5 separate regions of the Mus musculus genome follow, and regions 1, 2, 4 and 5 are each linked to region 3. The links are chromatin contacts, called in public HiChIP or PLAC-seq, Micro-C and promoter capture Hi-C maps. All regions are on one chromosome and are shown on one strand. The core of a region is the stretch at or near the end of the contact, and the rest is flanking DNA. Distances in the headings are between cores, read along the strand shown.

The links. Promoter capture Hi-C pulls out the DNA fragments that hold promoters and counts their contacts. Hi-C and Micro-C count contacts between places; a contact is called where the count stands out from the background. HiChIP or PLAC-seq counts read pairs in DNA pulled down with a chosen protein or histone mark.
Region 1: a contact with region 3 is called in a promoter capture Hi-C map of pre-B cells. The contact joins the promoter of Nktr here to the promoter of Ulk4 in region 3. A contact is called at or near these places in 4 of 39 promoter capture datasets (embryonic stem cells, erythroid cells, neural stem cells and 1 more), 1 of 484 Hi-C or Micro-C datasets (CD8 T cells), 7 of 115 datasets of contacts at active chromatin or transcription factors (bone marrow-derived macrophages, embryonic stem cells, extraembryonic endoderm stem cells and 2 more) and 2 of 9 other capture datasets (adipose tissue and liver).
Region 2: an H3K4me3 HiChIP or PLAC-seq map of stem cell-derived neural progenitor cells shows a contact between it and region 3, with 15 read pairs. The contact joins the enhancer-like site here to the promoter of Ulk4 in region 3. A contact is called at or near these places in 5 of 484 Hi-C or Micro-C datasets (B cells, the C2C12 cell line, CD4 T cells and 1 more) and 7 of 115 datasets of contacts at active chromatin or transcription factors (embryonic stem cells, forebrain, large pre-B cells and 3 more).
Region 4: an H3K4me3 HiChIP or PLAC-seq map of embryonic stem cells shows a contact between it and region 3, with 14 read pairs. The contact joins the promoter of Vipr1 here to the promoter of Ulk4 in region 3. A contact is called at or near these places in 4 of 39 promoter capture datasets (embryonic stem cells, hippocampal neurons, liver and 1 more), 3 of 484 Hi-C or Micro-C datasets (all in embryonic stem cells), 3 of 115 datasets of contacts at active chromatin or transcription factors (bone marrow-derived macrophages and embryonic stem cells) and 3 of 9 other capture datasets (adipose tissue, embryonic stem cells and liver).
Region 5: a Micro-C map of embryonic stem cells shows a contact between it and region 3, with 2.1 times the contacts expected there. The contact joins the promoter of E530011L22Rik here to the promoter of Ulk4 in region 3. A contact is called at or near these places in 1 of 39 promoter capture datasets (pre-B cells), 4 of 484 Hi-C or Micro-C datasets (the G1E-ER4 cell line, embryonic stem cells and muscle stem cells) and 1 of 9 other capture datasets (adipose tissue).

Annotation. Positions count from the first base shown.
Region 1 is chr9:121,717,903-121,720,602 of GRCm38.p6, forward strand. It overlaps Nktr (natural killer tumor recognition sequence), which reads left to right and starts at 1,279. Exons shown (of 17, transcript NM_010918.2): 1 at 1,279-1,393; 2 at 1,557-1,643. The coding sequence starts at 1,586.
Region 2 is chr9:121,673,732-121,676,431 of GRCm38.p6, forward strand. No RefSeq gene overlaps it. Among named protein-coding and RNA genes, the nearest start is that of Sec22c, 30 kb to the right of the region's middle. Within about 2 kb of position 1,445, at least 84 of the 459 cell types and tissues checked have an H3K27ac peak or open chromatin away from gene starts, as enhancers often do. A contact at or near this core is called in B cells, the G1E-ER4 cell line and pro-B cells, where this site is marked.
Region 3 is chr9:121,275,909-121,278,608 of GRCm38.p6, forward strand. It overlaps Ulk4 (unc-51-like kinase 4), which reads right to left and starts at 1,264. Exons shown (of 37, transcript NM_177589.3): 1 at 1,152-1,264. It overlaps Gm34655 (a long non-coding RNA gene), which reads left to right and starts at 1,839. Exons shown (of 2, transcript XR_003948091.1): 1 at 1,839-2,058.
Region 4 is chr9:121,641,282-121,643,981 of GRCm38.p6, forward strand. It overlaps Vipr1 (vasoactive intestinal peptide receptor 1), which reads left to right and starts at 1,435. Exons shown (of 13, transcript NM_011703.4): 1 at 1,435-1,645. The coding sequence starts at 1,568. It also overlaps a transcript of Lyzl4 not described here.
Region 5 is chr9:121,758,514-121,761,213 of GRCm38.p6, forward strand. It overlaps E530011L22Rik (RIKEN cDNA E530011L22 gene), which reads right to left and starts at 1,430. Exons shown (of 1, transcript NR_033503.1): 1 at 1-1,430. Zfp651 (zinc finger protein 651) reads left to right here and starts at 1,520. Exons shown (of 6, transcript NM_001166644.1): 1 at 1,520-1,712. The coding sequence starts at 1,710.

The DNA of each region.
Region 1 (2,700 bases), core at 29-2,528, 440 kb after region 3:
CCAACAGTTTTAAATTAAGGAACAAGGTACAAAAGCTTGGAAAGACGGTAAGTCACTCGTAGGTTTAGGTTTTTGGATATGGAATTTTGCTTTATGTAACAGACCCAACCTCAACACTGATTGTGATTAAAATTTTCTACAACAGCACATTTTTTAAAAAAGATTTATTTATTATATGTAAGTACACTGTAGCTGTCTTCAGACACTCCAGAAGAGGGCATCAGATTTCATTATGGATGGTTGTGAGCCACCATGTGGTTGCTGGGATTTGAACTCGGGACCTTCAGAAGAGCAGTCGGCGCTCTTAACCACTGAGCCATCTCGCCAGCCCCAACAGCACATTCTTATTGTGTACCTTTTGTTTTGAGACAGGATCTACCTAGCCCTGACTGGCCAGGAAGACAATATGTAGAACTGACTGACCTCAGACTGAGAGCCACCTACCTCTGCCTCTCGAGCCGCTGGGATTAAAGGCTGTGTATTATTGCTCACAGACTTTCCTTTTGTAAGGTTTTACTTTCTGTTTTGCCTGCATGTATGTCTGGGCACCATGTGCATGCTTGGTGTCCACGGAGGTCAGGGGAGCGCGATGGAAACCCTGAAACGAGATGGTTGTAAGCCACCATGCGGTTATTGAGCTGGGCTTTGAACCAGGTCCAATGCAAAAGCGGCCTCTAGACCATCTTAACTGCTAGACCATCGCTCCTGTCAACTGGTTTGGTTTCTTCACAGGTCTCAGGTATCTCAGGCTGACCTTGAACTTCTGAATCTCCTGCCTTTACCCACCAAGCGCTGGTGCGCAGGTGTAAACGCTACGGTTTGTGTTTTGCTTCGGGGTTTTGTTGTTGCCTTGATTTTTGTTTCCTTTCGTTGTATTTCTGAGAAAGCCTCAAGTGACCCAGGCTGGCCTCGAGCCGGCGGCCAGCCTCGTCTCACCCTGGCGGGCAAGGGAGGCACATCTGGCTCCATCTGGTCCTCGATTCTTTTAACGCGAGACAAACAGCGTGACCGCATCAACCACGAGAGAGAACAGGTCACCCGCCACGTCGGCCGGAAGCCTGGGATTCACCCTGCGTTCATCCACTGGCCACGCAATCAGAAATCTCGCGGTGCTGCATGAGTGAGCCGTGGTTGACAGCTCGCACACGTCTGCGCACTCGGGATTGGACAGGGGATCCTGAGGGGCGGGGCACGAGAGCCCTGGCGCGGACCGCCTACTCCGACCCCACACCCCGCTCGGCGGCGAGACGAACTCTCGCGACGCTTGCGTCCGGCCTCGCGAGCTCTGGCGTGGCGCTCGCCGGCTGGCCCTCACGGGGAAGAGGTGGCGTTCCGTTGGTGACGTTAGGCTCCGGCGGCGCCGGCAGGGCGTTCTCCGGAGCTGTGCGGCCAGGTGAGAAGCTCGACGGGAGCGCGGGTAGCCGCGGCTGGGGTGGGCGGGCGGGCGGGTGGGCAGGGTGGGGCGGCCTCTCGTCGGCCGCGTCCCTGTCAGGCGGGCCGGGCCCCGCCCCGCCCGGCCGCCCGCCTGCCCTCAGCGCCCTCCTCCCTGTCCGCAGCTCGCCGCCGTCCCGCTGCTGCGCTCGCGATGGGCGCCCAGGACCGGCCGCAGTGTCACTTCGACATCGAGATCAACCGGGAACCGGGTGAGCGGGGCGGGCCCCTCTGTGGGCCCGGGTCGGGGTGGAAGTGGACGCGGCGGAGCCGGAGCCGGAGCCGGGCGGGGGCGGGGCGGGGCGGGCTCGGCCGGCCAGAGCTGCGGAGCCGCCGCGGTCACGAGCCGGCCAGCTGCCCTCCGCTGTCCCTCGGGAGCCTTCCCGAGAATGTACTGGCTCCGGGAGACGTGGCTGGAGAGGAGAGACTGAAGGGCTTGTGCGGGTTCTGTAGCCCCGGGATTGCTCCTAGGCTGCGGCCGCGATGTTTGGTTTTTTTTTTTTTTTTTTTGGAAGTCCAGTGTGCAGCCATTCATTAATCCCGAGGCGTCGACGTCTCTGTGTGCAGAGAGGTGGCTGCTGCACACATCGGTGCGCACACATGTAAAGGTCGCGTGTGTATCGAGCAGGAACATGTGTACGGATGCGCGGTTCTCAACCGACAGGGATCTTAACTGGAGGTGTGTGGTGTGCGCCACGTCTTAGGTCGCAGTGGACTCGCAGGAGAGCTGCTTGTCCTGGGCTCTGGAAGGGCAGCAGTGACTAAAGCAGGGCTGCTGCTTCTTTTATGTTGACGTCCTGGGGGAAAGAGGCAGGAAGTGAAGGGGTAAAAACCGCATTCCCTCCAGTAGTGCTGTTTTAGTCAGGCGGTGAGCGAGAAAGGCCATCTTGAGAAGATGACATTTGAGTAGGTGCGAAGCCGAACCTGTGGAGGGACGCCTTTGAGAACTGTGCTTGGTAGTGGCAGCCAACGGTTAGCTTGGGTTCTGAGACAGCGCTTGTGTTTCTTGAGGGAAAGCGAAGGTCCCGGTCTGGCTGGAGTAGAGGGAACAGAATAAGGAAAACTCAGGCTCTAGGATAAAAGGAAGACGGTGACGGTTCTGAACAAAGGATTGGAGCGATCTTAAACGTTCTGTTTTTCTCATCTAACATTTCGACCCTGACTGTAGCTGCAGTTTATTTAGCATTTACCAAACTTACTCTGGAGATTTTTCACGGATTTTTTTTTTTTTTTTGCAAAACTAATGTATTAACATACTCAGAAAGTAAT
Region 2 (2,700 bases), core at 195-2,694, 400 kb after region 3:
AAAGTGTTGATTTGATTTGGGTAAAGTGTTTTGTCACAACCACAGAAAGCAAACTAGGACAGACAAGCTTCCATAAAGCAAGTTGATTCATTTTTTAAATCTAGCTCGGTCTCCTTTTGTGGCTCTCTGGGGACATGTGTGGTCTTTGGCTGCCTTCACTTGAGTTGCTTGGTTTATGTGCCTTAGAGCTGAAGACACGGAGCCAGCCATGGCTCAGGGCGGGGACAGGCTTTGGGCATTTTATGCAGAATGAGAGGCAATGGTTGGGGGCAGGTCAGGGAACACTTCTAGACTTGTGGACGGCGCCCCCAACCCCAGAAAATCCCTTCCAATTTCCCTGTTGCTCATCTATTAAACTAGTAGCAAGAAAGCTCTGTGACCAGCCAGAGCCTGCCAGTGGCCACCATACAGCAGCAAGAACTGTCTTCCCCTTCCTGGGGCCATCCAGTCATCGCCAAAGCTTCTCTCTAGGAGAATCCAGGATGCAGAATCTGGGAGGCGTTCCTGGAGCCTTCCAGACCTGACCGCACACAGGACCACAGAGGGGTCTGGAGAAAAGGCAGGATGCCGCAGTGTGGTGGCTTTACAGTACACATACTCCACAGGGAAGTGAGGAAGGTCTATGGCCAGGAAGCAGGAGCGAAGGTTGGAAGTGGAGAAAGACTAACGGAGCCGGCCACCCATAGAGCGACTGGGATTCTGAGGAGCTGGCAGAGCATGCCTGAGGGGCAGAAAAGAAGTGTCAGCCATGACTGTCTTTGCCGTTGCCCAAGGTTCGATTAATTACTCCACTGTTGCTGCAGTAAAACAGATGACCAAAGTAACTTAACGAGGGAGAGAGCCTGGCTTGATGTTTTAGAAGGGAGGAGAGGAGGCTGGAGAGACAGACAGCTCAGCAGTTAAGAACACTTGCTCAGAAGAGGTCCTGCGTTCAGTCCCCAGCACTCACACAGGCTGCTCACAGCTGCCTGTAAGTCCAGTTCTAAGGAGATTTGATGCCCTTTTCTGGTCTCCGCAGGTATCTACGCACACGTGGGATTCACTTAGACACACATATACATAACTAAATCACGTAAAAATATTTTTAAGGGGCTGGAGAGATGGCTCAGAGGTTAAGAGCACTGACTGCTCTTCCAGAGGTCCTGAGTTCAATCCCCAGCAACCACATGGTGGCTCACAACCATCTGAAATGGGATCCAATGTCCTCTTCTGGTGTGTCTGAAGACAGCAACAGTGTACTCATATAAATAAAAATAAATAAATCTTTTAAAAAATATATTTTTAAAATAAGAAATAGAGTTTATCACATCCGGGAAGGCATGAGGACTGGAGCGGGAGGCAGTTGGTTGTTAATCACGAGGAAGCAAAGAGATGACAGGAAGTGGTGCAAGGTTTCAACCCACAAGTGTCACCCCCTGTGACCCACTTCCTCCCAAGAGGCCCTACTTCTTAAACACCTTCCAAACAGTGTCATCAGCTGGGGACAAAGTGCTCAAATGCACAAGGCTCTGGAGGACAGTTCATGGTCAAGCGAGCACCGCCTGCACAAGAGGCTGGCGGGTCCCTCCTGGCGCCTGATGCTCTCCACATGGCATTGCTGTGGAAACTGAAGGAAGAGGTGGGTAGGTGGACACGAGGCAGAGCCCGTTGAGGTGTCTGTCTAAACAGAAAAGAACCTGGCACTGAGTAAGGGGTCTTTGAGGGCATTCACCAGCCTTTGTATACAAGATTGTGGCCGTAAGCAGGGCAGTGGTGGCGCACGCCTTTAATCCCAGCCCCTGGGAGGCAGAGGCAGGCGGATTTCTGAGTTCGAGGCCAGCCTGGTCTACATACAGAGTGAGTTCCAGGACAGCCAGGGCTACACAGAGAAACCCTGTCTCAAAAAAAAAAAAAAAAAAAAGCAACCCCCCCCCCAAATTGTGGCCATTAATCACAGCCTGTTCTTTTGACAGGCTCTGGCTGAGCCACCTCCTCTGGGGAACTCCAGTTCCCCTCAGTCTCGGCCTTGCCTCTTTCTATAACCAGGTGTGAGCTGTTTTACCACAGCTTCTAGAGTGGACCCCACCATGCACCAGGTAGCTCCTGCATGAACCTACAAGACCCAGTTTGCTCATGCGCTGTGGCTGTCTGGAGGCTCCAGGCCTCTGGGGCTCCTCTGGGGCTCCTCTGGGGGCTGATGGGCCAGATGATGTTCATGGAGCCAGGCTTTTCCTCCTTTTCTCTCTTTTTAAGGGGACGGGGGGTGGGGATCAGAAAGATCTTATGTAACCCAGGCTGGCCTTGAACTCACTACGTATGAGGTCGACCTTGAACCTCCTGCTTCTATCTCCAGGGTGCTAACTAATATAACAGGTGTGCACCACCACGCCCTGTGTATGCTGTGGTGGGAATCAAACTCAGGGCTTCAGGCATGCTAGGCAAACATGTCTACCAACTGAGCTGCCTCCTCCCACCATTTACAAAATCTTAATATGAACTTTTTGGAAAGGGGATCTGACTAGGCAGCCAAGGTTAGCCTTGACCTTGAATCATCATGCCCAGCTTCCCAAGAGCTAGGCTTTCTGTGGTGCACCAAACTTACCTTCACTCAAATCCTCTTCTATTCAATCTGTAGCTTCCTTTGTCCCTGGAGGCTGCTGGGCTGGAGGAGGGGCTCTTGTTTTGATGGGGAGCGGGGGATGGGGTGGGGAGGGGGCAATA
Region 3 (2,700 bases), core at 14-2,513:
CTCAGCTGTCAGGAAGAGTGGAATTACATCATTTTCAGGAAGATGAATTGAGTCAAAGTCATTGCGGTGATGCTATGAGGTAAGCCAGAGCCAGGCAGACAAACACTACATTATCTCTCTCTGGCAAAATTGAGTGGGAATATACAAAATAGTATATAACCTAGATTTAAACATATATCATATATGAGGAACGGGAGTAAACAGAGGACTACAGGGAAGAAAAATGAGCCTAAAGGGAGGAGAGGCAGGAACAAAGGGTCACGGGAGGCAGTAACGACACAACACCATGTTTCCTCTCATGCAAAATCAAGACATAAAAGTAGGTCCTGTGAAGCCACAAGACAACTATGAGAGGATGAGAAAGAGGACAAGCAGGAGGGGGTAAGAAGAGCAGAGGAAGATAGTGAGGGGCAGACATAAGGAAAACACAAAGACAGACATATAGGAAAATGTCGTAGTGAAGCCCTGAAACTGTATGATAGCTTAAGATGTCATTGTTACAAAAGAACATGGGGCTGAGAAGACGGTTCACCTGGTTAAGTGTTTACTCTGCAAGCCTGAGGACTTGAGTTCAAATACTCAACACACACATAGAAACCCAGTAATCCCAGCTTTGAAGGGCCTACACGGGAGAACCCCAGGAGCTCACTGGCAGGCTAGTCTAGTCTCAACAACCAGCCTCGGGCAGGGGAAAAAGACCTTGTCTCTAGGCAAAAGGCAGACAGGCCAGAGGAAGACACTCAACACCCTTCTCTGCCTGCACACACAGGAGCATCCACCAGTACACTCACATGCATGCGCGCACACTCTCTCACATGTGCAAGAAACCTTGTCAAAACTATCAGTGGACAGAGAGATGGCTCAGCCATTAAGAATACATACTGCTCTTGCAGAGGATCTGAGTTCTGTTCCCAGCACCCACTCCGGGTGGCTCACAACTACCTGTAACTCCAGCTCGAGGAAATCCAACACCATCTTCTGGCTTCCGCAAACACTCAACATGTGCACACGCACGTAAATAAACTTTTTTTTTTTTTTTTTTAAATAAGACTTTAGATAAGTTGCTGTCCTGGGGGAAGTGGTCGCGCCTCTGAGGAGGATGAAGCGGGTCAGAGATGTAACCAGGAATGGAGCCGCAGCTGCCCACCCACCTGCACGATGGTGGGGGACCCGAGTTGCACGCGCTCTGCCTTGCCACGGCGAGGCCACAGCTTGGACAGAGGAAACCGAGGCACCCGAAGACCTGGCCAACTCCCCTGGACGCGTGGGTGAGCCCTCTGCGTCACCATGACAACCTGCGAGACGCGGGGGGGAAAAAGAGCGGGACTTTGATTGGCTGATCGCTACCCAGAAGAACCCGGAAGTGAGCGAGTTTGCGCGCCCATCCAGCGACACTAAGGACCCCACGCCACTTCGAACATGATCTCGCTGGCCTAAGGGGACACTGGAAACTGGAAAGAGACCGGAATCGTGGGCAGTTCTCAGGTTTGCCCGGCGAGCATCCCTCGGTATTTGAAAGCCGCCATCCCATCTCCATGGCAACACAAGGACGGCCGGAAAAGACCCGGATGCTGCCTGGTTGAGCGCTTCCGGCGCTGTGGGCTGGGGCCGGAAATGAGAATCTTTGAGTACACCTAAGTGGCCTTGGGCACTCTAAAGCCAGTGCATCCTTTCTAGAAAGAGGTGGGAGAGATGGCGAGACTCACACAGCCCCACTGCAGGCCCTGCTTGGCGTTTACACGCCCCCTCGTCTCCATGACAGCAATAGGACGCCGGCGATGCAGGGCGCTGATTGGCTGAGATTAGGAGGCATGGACCGGAAGTGGCCGGAGATTGGCGTGGCTAGAGCCAGTCCCCTCCCCATCTGCGCGCCGATGCCTCTGAGCCTCCTCAGGAAACTTCTCGGTCTGGAGCCCGTTGGTCACTGCAGGCTCAGCGGACCGAGGTTAGGACGGATCGGCCTCTCTAGTCAGAGCGTGCAGTGGTGATCAGATCCCACCGGGAAGGCAGCATAATCGCGTGGTCCCAGCCTTCAAGCTGCCTGCGCCGCACATCTTGGTGGGTGGGACTTAAAGTCTTTCACGTCTGCCTGGTCCCAGAGCGTCACAGCTTTAGCTGTTTTGCTGTGTTTCCTTCTTAAACAGGGTTTCACGCTGTAGCCCAGGTTGGCCTCCAACTGGAGTCCTCCAACTTCCATTCTGATGTGAGAGCAGGCTGACAGTATCTATGGAAGGAAGAAAGCCCAACTCAGTTGACCAGAATCGGGCTAGAGATGGGGCTAAAGTTCCTTTTCTAGGTGGGGTGTGGCGGTGGGGAGATAGGACCCTACGTTTCTTGTTTTGTTTTGTTTTTTCGAGACAGCGTTTCTCTGTGTAGCCATGGCTGTCCTGGAACTCACTTTGTAGACCAGCCTGGCCTCGAACTCAGAAATCCGCCTGCCTCTGCCTCCCAAGTGCTGGGATTAAAGGCGTGCGCCACCACTGCCCGGCGGACCCCAAGTTTCTAAGGATAAACCAAGGTATAATTCCACCACAGCTCATGCGAGGGAACCAATGAATTTGTTAGGCTTACATACAGAGCCCGGATGAGGGCTTACAGACAGAAGCACTGCAAACCCAAAGCACTGGAAAAGTCTTCACCCAGTGTGGAAGATGGCTTCCCCATAGCCACAGGGGTGGCCCTCCCCTCCCACCCTCGCTT
Region 4 (2,700 bases), core at 185-2,684, 370 kb after region 3:
GCCTAAGGCCTAAGAGGAGTGTGCCCATGGTCACAAGCGAGGCAAACCCCTATTCCTGCTCACAGTGACTCCCGAAATCCTAGCCCTGAAGCACTGAATGGCAACTACTAAACAGCTCCCTCTTCTGACACCCCATAACTGGAGAAAGGCCTGTGACAACTAGCCCATTCTCTATCCGGAAGCAGAAATTGCAGGGAGTGCCTCTTACCTCCTATGCCCTGGTGCGTAGTAGAGGCCTGGCTCAGGCTCAGGCTCAGGCTCAGGGGGAGAGAGAACAAGGGAAGTGCGGTAGACTAGGAAGGAGAGGAAGGAGGAAGGCCAGGGGTTTGCTTCCAGACTTTTCTGTAACCGACCTCAAGGCCACGCCCACAGCGTTAGTTTCCCACGTTGCAGGTTGGGAAGGCTGGAGAATCCTCGGGAAATTCCCGCGCTCCTGCTGGCCAGAAAGCGCCCGGAGAGCGACTTCCTTCAAATGGATCGCACACCCTACTTCGCGCAGGGACACGCGGCCCTCTGCAACTCCGCCCCTCCTCCCACCTTCTATCCCACCGCGCCATCAGCCCCCCACATCACCTTCTCACCATGATCACTCGAGCTCTTGGAAAGTCATCTGCACGGGTTCCCTAAGACGTAGCGCGAAGGGCTCTGAGTCGGTAACCCCGCGCCCCACGCTAGCACCGAATAATCCGAGCCCTAAAGACAAGCTTCGGAGGGAGAGCAGCCTCAGATCACCCGCTACCGGCCCGCCCGATCTTGGAGACACAGCGCGGGACACTGGCACCCTGATCCTAGTCCCTGGGGACTCCGGGAAGACCGGTCTGTGGGCAGCCTGGGCCCAAGAAAGGGTACAGGCTTTGGTCCCCGCGCGGGGGCGCTGGAACATTGACTTCTCGTCCCTCACGAGCTGCGCCGGCCAAGTCGTGTCCAGCTCTGAGTGCACCCTGCCCTGGGCGGCCAAGAGGAACCCCCAGTTGGGACTCCCCGACCCCGGCTGCGCCCCCTCGGCTTCTCCCTTGTCGCAGATGGTTCCAACAGCGTGATCCGCTGGACCCCATCGGAGGCCAGCCTTCAGCCCTGGAAAGCTGTGGCCCTTCTAGTCCAAGAATTTGGGCTGCAAGCCGACGTGGAAACCGGGGAGCCGGCAGCTAAACTCCCTGGAGCCGAAGACTGGAGGAGCTCACTGCCAGGGGCCGAGGGCGCAGCCGGGGTTGAGAGAGAAAGGTGCGGGCGCGGGGAACACTGGGCGGTGTTGAGCCCAGCGTCCCCGCATCGGAGAGCCGAGAGGATGCTCGCTAGCTAGCAGCTCCCGACGACGCGCACCTCTAGCGGGACTCTGTGCTCACGCCCCCGGGGGCCCCGGCTCCGCCCCCTACCTGCGCCGAGGTACCGCCTCCGCCGTGCCATTGGCTAACCCCGCCGCCCGTCAGACGAGCCCCCGCCGCCCTCCCCTAGCCTGGAGCTGTGCCTCATAGCGCCCGGGCCGCTGGCCCGCGCCACTCTCCCGCGCTGCGTTAGCCACAGACCCCGTAGGCGCTCTCGGCTGCCTGCCGCGGGCTCAGGGCGGACCATGCGCCCTCCGAGCCTACCGCCTGCCCGCTGGCTCTGCGTGCTGGCAGGAGCCCTCGCCTGCGCCCTCGGACCCGCGGTGAGTGTGTGCCCCTCCACCCAGATCCCACGGATGGGGGAACTGCGGGGGCAGCGTATCCGGGACCATCTGGCCATCGGGGGGCAGCAGGAGCGCGGTTCTCGTCTTCTCTCTTCTGTAGCCCAGAGGCGTGGGAGCTCGGTAGCGGCGGGTCCCTCTTAGCTCATCTTAGAGCGCTCACCGCGAAGTGATCCCAATCAGCGATGAAGAGGTTGGGGGCGAGAGGGAGCCCCAGACTTGCCTTGCGATGAGTGCCTGTGGGGGTACGTGGGGAGGAGAACTGTGGGTGGCACGATCGAGTGAGATGGGAGATCCTGTAGACTGTCGGGTGGGAAGGAGGCTGTGTCTGGAAGCCTCTCTGGGTATTTTGAGAACTTGTGCGATGAAGACAGCACAGCATCAGACCTTAGTGCCTGTACCCTGGGGAGGGGTCCTTGGGATCTGGTGAGAATTTCATTCTGTGCTCTTTATCCTCTAACTATAGGCTGATGGTGGGCAGGTAAAAGCATGTATTGGGAAAAGCAGGGGGGCTTGCTCTACCTTAGACCTCGGCTTCCTCCCACACAGACATGTGTGTGGGTGTGCTCCTGTGGCTGTGACAGACTCACCAGGGTCATGGGGCAGACACCTGGTCACCTCCTCTGAGACTAAGAAAGACCTCAAGACTCAGAGACCCCCTAAACCCATTTTACAGAAGGGCAAAATGAGGCCACAGGAGCCACACCTGTCCCTGCCAGCCACACTTGGACAGAGGTGATCTTCCCTTCCCTTGCTCTAGGTCTGTGGAGCTGTTGCTTCAAGATTGTCTTTTCCTTAGTGGATTCTGGTCTGGAACAAGTGGGCTGCCTGGAGGAAGTGGGGAATCTTGGTCGGTCACCTTAGTGCAGTCTATCCCGTGGTCCCTCCCTAATCACAACCTTTCCCAGGGCAGGGATCAGGACATGAATCTGTTTCCTCCTAGCTGGTGTCTGGCACACCCTGCTCTGGAAAATCTCACCACCCCCCCAACCCCTTCCGGAGAAGGTGCTGCTCTCTGAGAATTGGACAGTGTTGCC
Region 5 (2,700 bases), core at 180-2,679, 480 kb after region 3:
CATGTCCAGACCACTCAGTTCTGCAGCCATGAACACAACGGGGCTTCTGGCTTTTGCAGCTGTTGCCAGTGACAAGCCCAGTGTGCCCTCTTGCCCTCAGTCGGAGTTCAGAGAACCCAAATGAGACAGCAGGGGGTGGGGTAGGGGTGTCACTCCTTTACCTTAGCCAAGGCCAGTACCAGCTTCTTCCAACCTCCCAGCACAGCGTCTACATGTTTTCTCTCTCTGCGGGACTCTCCTTGTCCACCCAGTAGGTAGACAGCCCTGCCCTTCCCACCTCCCAGGTCAGTGCAGCAATCAACTGGGTCAGACGAGAAACTTGGGTTTTGGGAAGTGTAGGAGACATCATCGGTAATTGACAGGTTCACAGCTTCAGCCTAGAGCCTCAGATTCGGGAACCCAGGTAGGGGCATGCCCTGCGCATGTGAAGGAAGGGGCTCTCCTCACTGTCCCTACCTTTCTTCACCTACTCAGCTTCCTTGCTCAGGGGTAGTCAGCCCATGTCCAGTGAGAGATCCTTGCATTCTGAGGGGACAGACCTTCGACTATTTGATGACACCTGCTTGGCTCCAGAGAAAGAGCTACAGCACACCATGAGGAAGGCGCACACCCAAGGAGACTGCTATGGCTGGAGTGGAATGGCCCGGCTGGAGCAGTGTTGGGAGAGTGACTAGGCTGAACAGTGGGTAGGGGTGCGGGGCGTCCGAAGGAGAGACCACGGTGGTAGTCCGTAGTCCCGCCCTGCTGTCGCTCGGCCTGGCAGCGTTCCTTCGCAGCCTCCTGCCAGCACAGCCAGCCCCCTGCCCCCACGGAGCCGGTGCCAGAGCAGCGTTCCGCAAGCCGAGCTGCATCTTCCCAGCGCCGAGGCTGCGCGGAGGGCCCCTCGGCCGGGCCTGGGCCTCTGGCCCCCACCCGGCTGTTCCAGGTAGGTCATCTGAAAGGCTTCCGTCGTTGCGGCGGTTGCTCGGAGGTTCTGCAGCCAGAGGCCCCCAGGTAGGTTCGGGAGACTCAGAGCAAAACGCGTGGGAGGCCGGAGCAGCTACAGACCCCAGACTCACCCCCAAGTCGGAGCAGCCGGAGTCACAGGGGGCGGGAGATGAGCGCGGCTGGGGTACGGGTCCATCAGAGTCGCCTGGCTCAGGGGAGCAGGTGGGTCGGGGGGCGGCGCGCTCTGCTCAGCGACCTCACGCCTACCCTGGCCCCGCCCATGCAGAGCAGCGGGAGGACACCCGGGTTAGACTCCCGGACGAACTTCCCAGCAAAGAAGGGCAGAGAGGGACTTCGCGCGGGAGGGTGGGATCGAGCGGTCCAAACGCTCCCACGTCACCAGCCGGGTCGGTCCGGGGACCCCGAGGCTCTCCCGAGGGCAGCTGCATCGAGACGGCGCGCGTCCGCGCCCCCAGCCAGCACGCAGGGCGGCCTGGCCCTTTAAGCGTCCAGACGGCGGCCCCAGCTGACGCGCGGGCTCCAATCGGCGCCCCGCGCCCCCCGCCCGCCGCGCCCGAGGCTCCCGGGCCGCAGCTGCTCGGCCGGGACTTGCCGCGGCCCTGCGCCTCCGCCCGCCCGGCCGGCCGCGCCCCCGGGGCCATGGTCGCGGGGCCCTGCGCAGGGGCGGCCCCCAGCGCGGCGCTTCATGGAGCGGCCCGGGCCCGGCCCTCGGGGGCAGCGCGATCCTGCGGGGCCCTGTGAGCTCCCAGCGCCGCGGCACCATGGTACGCAGGGCCCTGCCTGTCCCCCCGCTTATCCGCCCACCTGCGAGCGCCTCCTTTCAGAGCGCACGGCCCCTTGGGACCCGGTGCAGGGTCTGGAAGACCTGGCCCCTCCCCCGGGGTCCTCGACCCTATCTGTCCGGTGTGCAGGGCCCAGAGTGCGGCGCGGCGGCGCGGCTCAGGGGTGAAATTCCTGGGGTGGGGGGTGCAAACGCGAAAGGCCGAGGTCTTGCTGCGCACGGGCGGAGGGGGGAGCTTCTCTGCGTCCGGACGGCGCCGCCCCGGGGCTGGTAATGGGGGGAAAAGGGGGAGTCGGATTCCCGCCCGGGCCTTGGGCCACGTGGGCGCTGCAGCCGCTCTGCCGGAGACTAGGATGGATCGCTCCATAGGCGGGGGGCGCCCACAGCTGGAGTGGAAACTCCTGTGTGACCTTGGGCCGGTCCCCTGCCGTCTCTGAGCCTGTTTCCCAGGCCTCTCCAAAGAAAGCATCCAGAAGTCATGAGCCTGTACCCCTGCCGCCGGGGTTTCACCAGATGGCCTTTGGGAGGCAAAAGCTTGGTGGCCTCTGCAGGTGTCCCTCTGGGGGAGGGCTGCGATGCAGCTGGTGTACCCAGGTGTTGAGAAGCCTCCTCAGCTTCAAGGAGCCGGAAGCATCTGGCCAGAGGCTACACAGCTGGTGGGCACTGATCCGGAAGGGGCCCTGCCACTGGCTGGCAGCATCTCTGGTCCATGGCTGGGGAGGCTGCAATGTGACTTTAGGGATGCCTGGGTTTCTGCCAGGCTCAAGTGGCCCTGCCCAAGCAGGAGGTCCCTGGGGAAGCTTTGTAAAGGGAAAAACGGGGACCCCAAGCCTGGAATAAGTGGTGCCATGGGGGGGCCTTTCCCTGCCACCGTCCACCCCCCAGTAGTACAGACACCAGGACCTGCAGGTGCAATGACTGGGAAGGAGGCAGGACCAGAGGGTGTGGTGACTGTGTCTGGATGCTTAGGT